Linked DNA regions of Gasterosteus aculeatus: region 1 is linked to region 2. A link is a contact called in public Hi-C data. All regions are on one chromosome and are shown on one strand. The core of a region is the stretch at or near the end of the contact, and the rest is flanking DNA. Distances in the headings are between cores, read along the strand shown. Region 1 has its middle 16 kb from the start of htatsf1. Region 2 holds the start of LOC120821766 (transcription factor COE1).

The links. Hi-C and Micro-C count contacts between places; a contact is called where the count stands out from the background.
Region 1: a contact with region 2 is called in a Hi-C map of tail fin, with 5 times the contacts expected there. The contact joins the enhancer-like site here to the promoter of LOC120821766 in region 2. A contact is called at or near these places in 4 of 6 Hi-C or Micro-C datasets (skeletal muscle, tail fin and whole body).

What each region holds. Positions count from the first base shown.
Region 1 is chr7:22,454,193-22,457,188 of fGasAcu3.hap1.1, forward strand. No RefSeq gene overlaps it. Among protein-coding and RNA genes, the nearest start is that of htatsf1, 16 kb to the right of the region's middle. Within about 2 kb of position 1,304, at least 2 of the 9 cell types and tissues checked have open chromatin away from gene starts, as enhancers often do.
Region 2 is chr7:22,352,831-22,355,530 of fGasAcu3.hap1.1, forward strand. It overlaps LOC120821766 (transcription factor COE1), which reads left to right and starts at 1,442. Exons shown (of 16, transcript XM_078105235.1): 1 at 1,442-2,166. The coding sequence starts at 2,036.

The sequences.
Region 1 (2,996 bases), core at 54-2,553, 100 kb after region 2:
CCCACTGTAAAAACAAAACAAAACTGGCCCATAACTTTATGATTTTAAAATGTCTTTCCGTTTTTTATGTGCAAGTTGCAACACACAAAAGCTCCGGCCGCAATGGAAAAACACAGAATCATAAGAAAGATTCATCTCTTGCTGGCTTCAATTTCCCTTCTTGAGCAATTGTGCCCTTTCTGATGGAGAAGGAAGCTGAAAGAAAGTGGGCATATGTGTGTATCCACTTTCAGTCTCTGATAATAAGCTCTCTGCTTCTTCTATCCCTCGCCTTTGCACCAAATACCAAAGTGCAGTGCTGCATTTTTCAATATGAAAAAACAGGGCAGAAATCAGAGCAATGTTGTTCCGTAAGTTTCTACACATATTTCCGAACTAATCCCTTTACTTTTTTAATTTGACGACTGACTTTTCATTTAGATTTTCTGTACCTGCAAATATCAGATTGAGATGCTTTAACTCATAATGTATTGATTATATTTTAAATGCTCTAATATTACATTTTAAGAGTATTTCGGTCTGCTGAAAAAGGTGAACGAAAGAGCCATACTGCCCCCTGTTGTGTCAAACAGATCATGGCACCATATGTCTTTCAACACAGTCAACTCTCAGATAAAGATTCCGAGACAATTATTTTAATGACATGGCCAGGAGAGATTTATTCAATATGACAAGAACGTATGTAAATTGTATCTTATAAAATCTTTAAAAAATGCTAATGTGAATATGAATGTAACAGCTGTCGAATAAATGTAGCTGATCATAAAAAGGAAATACTCAAACAAATAACCTCCAAATTGTGTTTAAGTAGAGAACCTGAGTAGTTGTACTTACTGGGGAGTTAAATTACTGTACAACAAGCAGGGCTGTGATGTACAACCCAAGATTTCTCAATACTTTCTTTCTCTCTGCAACATGTTTCCAAACTTGGCCAGCTCACTTTCTCCTGTAGCAGCTGATGGAGAGAGAGCTTCGTACAGAAGGACGTACAGATGAAAAACCTCACAAACCTGTGACCGATGAGCCATAATGACAGAGATGCGAATGGAGAGATTGATGGCCGGTTGAGAGAACATAGAGGCTAGAAGGAGAAAGATGGGTAAGAAAAGTTAACGCTGGCAGCAAAAGTGAGTGAGAGGTTGAAAGAGGAGGATGAAGAAGTAGAGGAAAGGTTCATCTCTCTGCCCCTTTTCCTCTCGATCCCCTTCCCTCCGTCTTTCCCTCTTGGCCAGTTGACAACTCAGTAGGAGTCGGCCTACCATCTGTCTATTTGAGAGGAGTGAGCAGCCCTCCACCTACTTCTCCTCCTCCTCCTCCTCCTCACTTCCCTCCTTATCTCCCTTCATCACTCCTCTCCCTCCTCCGCCTCCTCCTCCTCCTCCTCATGCAACTCTTCATTCTGACAGCATGTGAGCGAAAGAAAACCAGACAGAGCCAATTGACAGACAGGATACTAATAAGCTAATATGCTAATCCTGCTTTGCACTTGTATGCTATCTGTGCTGTATAATGTATGTGTGTGTGCATGCTTATGCGCCTGCATTTTGTGTGTGTGTGTGTGTGTGTGGCAAGGCCTAGCCCCTGGGTAATAAAACAATACAAAGAGAGCTTTAGGCCTGCTGGGCCCGCAACAGCACTTGAATACCAAATCAGCCAGCAGAGATCACTGGGGGAAAAGTGCAGCGTGTGTGTGTGTGTGTGTGTGTGTGTGTGTGTGTGTGTGTGTGTGTGTGTGTGTGTGTGTGTGTGTGTGTGTGTGTGTGTGTGTGTGTGTGTGTGTGTGTGTGTGTGTGTGTGCGTGCGTGATTGTCAGTGTGAGTGTCTGCAGGAGTGAGACGGAAAGCATGAAGCGGCCTTGTTTTTCCATTGGTGGCCGTTGTTTGGTAACTCCCGCTTCTAAAAGTAGGAGAGCAAGTTCGCAACAGTAGGGCCCAGATGGATGAATTTCTAAAAAGAAAAGAGAGGGAAAGAGACTGATGATGATGGGGGCTGGGGGCATGAAAAAAGCTATCAAGAGCAGGGATTTATAAAAAGATATAGAGCGCACAGCGCCGTAGAGGAGGCTGTACAGTTAAAACGTTATTTCTAGCAGTTTCACTTCTCTGTTGGCCGACACACACATGTTTCATCGAACACACCCATCGCTTCCCCAACCCCCCCCCCCCCCCCCAACCCCTTTCTCACCCATGTCTGTCAGCCAGCCCTTGCCTTAATGGACCATACACACAATTACAGCTGATTAATACACCACTTAACATTATGACCCCGCTCATGCAACACACACACGGACGCACACACACACCACTTAACATTCTGGCCTTGCGCGGGTATCGTTGGCTTTTCAGGTACCCAGCATGCTGCAGCGAGCTCCAGGGCAGCCCCGCTGAGACCACTGCTGTCTGAAGAGCACAGTCAAAGTGTGTGTGTGTGTGTGTGTGTGTGTGTGTGTGTGTGTGTGTGTGTGTGTGTGTGTGTGTGTGTGTGTGTGTGTGCGTGTGTGTGTGTGTGTGTGTGTGTGTGTGTGTGTGTGTTTGTGTGTGATGAGAAGAGATGAGAACACGCCGGTGCCAGCTCCCTAAGGGACGACCATCCAGTCCAAGTCCTCAGGGAGCCTGGACACTTTAGGAATGGCACTACAGTGGGGCATCGTCGCAGCCAAGGGGCCCAGAGGGATGAAGGGAGAGAGGGAGAGGGAGAGAAGGGCGGTCGATTGTGCAGCAGTGGGGTCCAATTATCATCAAGGGCCCCAAAGGGAGGATGGACTGCTGTGTGTGAAAGGTGTAATAAAGAAGGTAGATATCGCTATCAAACATGAACTTGTCTAAAACGGAACTGCAGTCAAACTAATCACTTTCTACACATGTATAATATCATTTCATTCTAAGAGGAGAGGGATAGGACAGAGGAAGGAGAGGACATTTCACATTGATATGAATCAACACTACAATGTACAGAATGTTGCTTATAAGCTGAAGGAATAAGACCTGGTTAGAAGA
Region 2 (2,700 bases), core at 192-2,691:
CTGATGGCACTTTAAATGAATAAATCGATAATCTCCTTTCCTGACGGTTTGGGTGTTTTTGAGTCATCCTCACGTTGAATGGTTTTATTTTCACGAAGCGTTGCGTTTGAAACATCATTTAACTCCCGATGAGAGCTGACGCGTATACAGATCACTCTTTATTCTTTCATATTTATTCTATTTGATTTAAACTGATACAAATACTTTCAGCCCACTCCCATCGATCCGAGCTCCACACTCTCTTAACACTCCTCCGTTGACACACATAATGTTCCTGCGCTTAAAGCAGGAAACTGGAGCATAAAAGACTCTTATTCTCCATAATCAAGGTCAAGAGCGTTTTTCAATAACCTTTGGGAATTAAACCCTGGAACTGCGCCAGCGCGCCCTGCCAATCATGTGCACAGCCAGCTGCATAATACCAAAGTGTTTTGACCTTTTGCACCTAGACGGATCAATACGCTGTAGCATTATTTCATTGAAAGACTTCACTGGATTATCTATTAATATTTGTAGTTTGCTTGGATTCCCTCTCAGGCGACGTGGAAAATGTCGTTTCAAATAGCAGATGGTGCTGGAGGGAGATACAAAGCGGGGGAAATCTGGTAGCAATTATACTCAATTATGTTCATTGTTATTTTGAGCTAATTATTGTTATTGTCACTTTTGTTAGCGAGTCTTTCGGCGCCAGCCTGCGATGATCCGGCCCGGGGAGAGAATGAGGAGCGGGGACACGACGAAATATGCATTTAACGATTGAGCCTTGTGCTAGAACTTTGATCTGAAAGTGACGCCTGAGGTTTCATATCAAACGTATATCAACTGTCTGCAGCGGCAATGAGTTAAATACTGACTGCTGGATACGCGATCCAAAAGGGGTTTTAATTCGCAGTAAAGCGCACATTGCCGCTCAGAATGGCGATTTAATATCAATTTATTCTATGCTTTATGAATCAAATTTATGAGAAAAAGGATATTTCCCATGTCCTCAATCAAATACGGACTTTTTTTAACCTTATCTTTAATATTTCCACGACATGAAGTCATCTTTTTTTTTTCATTCACAAAAAAGTGTCGACCCTGCCGAAGCGCCACTGAGCAATGCTTTATTCAGCATCGTGCAGCCGACTGCTCTGCACGGGCATGAATCAACTTTCGGTCGATGGAAGTGTTGTTGGTGCACGCGAGAATTAATCTCCACATTTACAGAAAAGAGAGAGAAAAATCCCGTTACCGGCTAAGGAGGAGAGAGAGGAGGGGAGGAGGAGGAGGAGAGGAGCTCCGTGGCCGCTGCATTGGGCGGACCTGACTCCAGCCCTCGCCTTTGTCGGGGGGGCGTCTCCTCTCCTCTCCCCCATCCCCTCCCCTCCTGTCCTGTACCCCCCCCCCCCCCCCCCCCCCCCCCCCCACTCCACCTCCCTCCCTTCCTCCCTCCCCTCCCGGAGAAGCCCGTGTTCGGTTCTCAGAGAGAGTCCTTTGGGAAGAAGAGTCACAAAGCGGTTTGCTCAGAGAGGGAGCGAGTCATCCGCAGCGAGCCGCGCTGCACCGGACACCACAGAGCCCGACGCGCCCCGGACCGCCGGGCAGAGGGAGAACGACACAAAACAAAGTGCCCCACCCCCCCACCCCCAGAAAAGAGAGAGGAGGAAGAAAGAAAAGTCCCACCGCGATGACATCTATCGGGTGTTGATCTCTCGTGTCTCTCTTGACAGCTTGAACCGTGGAACGCAAAGCGCGCCGGGAGTCACTTTTTTTTGGACACACCTCGGTCCCGTCCGCGTCCTGCGGTGATTTACACACGTCGTTGGGTTGGGACATTTTTTATTTTATTTTTTGGAGCCCACTTTCTCACGAGGAGAAGAATCACGGGAATTAATCGCTCACTTCTGGCGAAGCGCGCGCGGCAGCAAAGAGCGCAACCACGTTGCTCCCCTTTAGAGTCGGAGCGCAGAACATCTGCGGCAGAACAAGTGCGCAGCCGGCCGGGGGTGAGAGGGAGAGAGGGAGACCAGGAGCGAGACACGCCGGCTTGTTCATGTTTGGGATCCAGGAGAGCATCCAGCGAAGCGGCAGCAGCCTGAAGGAGGAGCCGCTGGGAGGCATGAACACCGTCCGGAGCTGGATGCAAGGGGGCGGCGTGCTGGACGCCAACACGGCCGCCCAAAGGTGAGCTCCTCTTTGGGGGTGGAGGAGACCAGCCCGCCAACCTTCCATCCTAAAACCGAGACAACGTGATTGAGGGCCATGCAGCCCCCCCCCCCCCCCCCCCCCTCTCCTTCACCACCCCTCCCCGTGCAGGACACGAGGTTGTGCTGATGGGAGCTGTTGTCGATATTTGGATTAAACTGTTTCTAGGATTCATTTGGAAAATTAGGATTATTAATGCGGTTGATATACTTTTAAAACAACAGTTAGTGGCATGTTGGTTCCTGCTACAGATTCTTATGCTCGTGCAACGTGTGTCTTTTCTGTCCATATTGGCTGAGGGGCGGATAAATAATTCTAGATCAATGCTCGGGGTTTATGTTGAGAAAAACTTTCCATCTTCACTCTTTTCTAGACATGCTCATGGTTTTATTCAAGAAGACCACGATTCTCTATTTTGCCAACAGAGTCATGGAAGGTGGGTAAATCAAGACCTCCTGTCTCAGGTTAAAAACACAAAGTTTCTAATATTATCAGAAAAAAACATGGATTTTG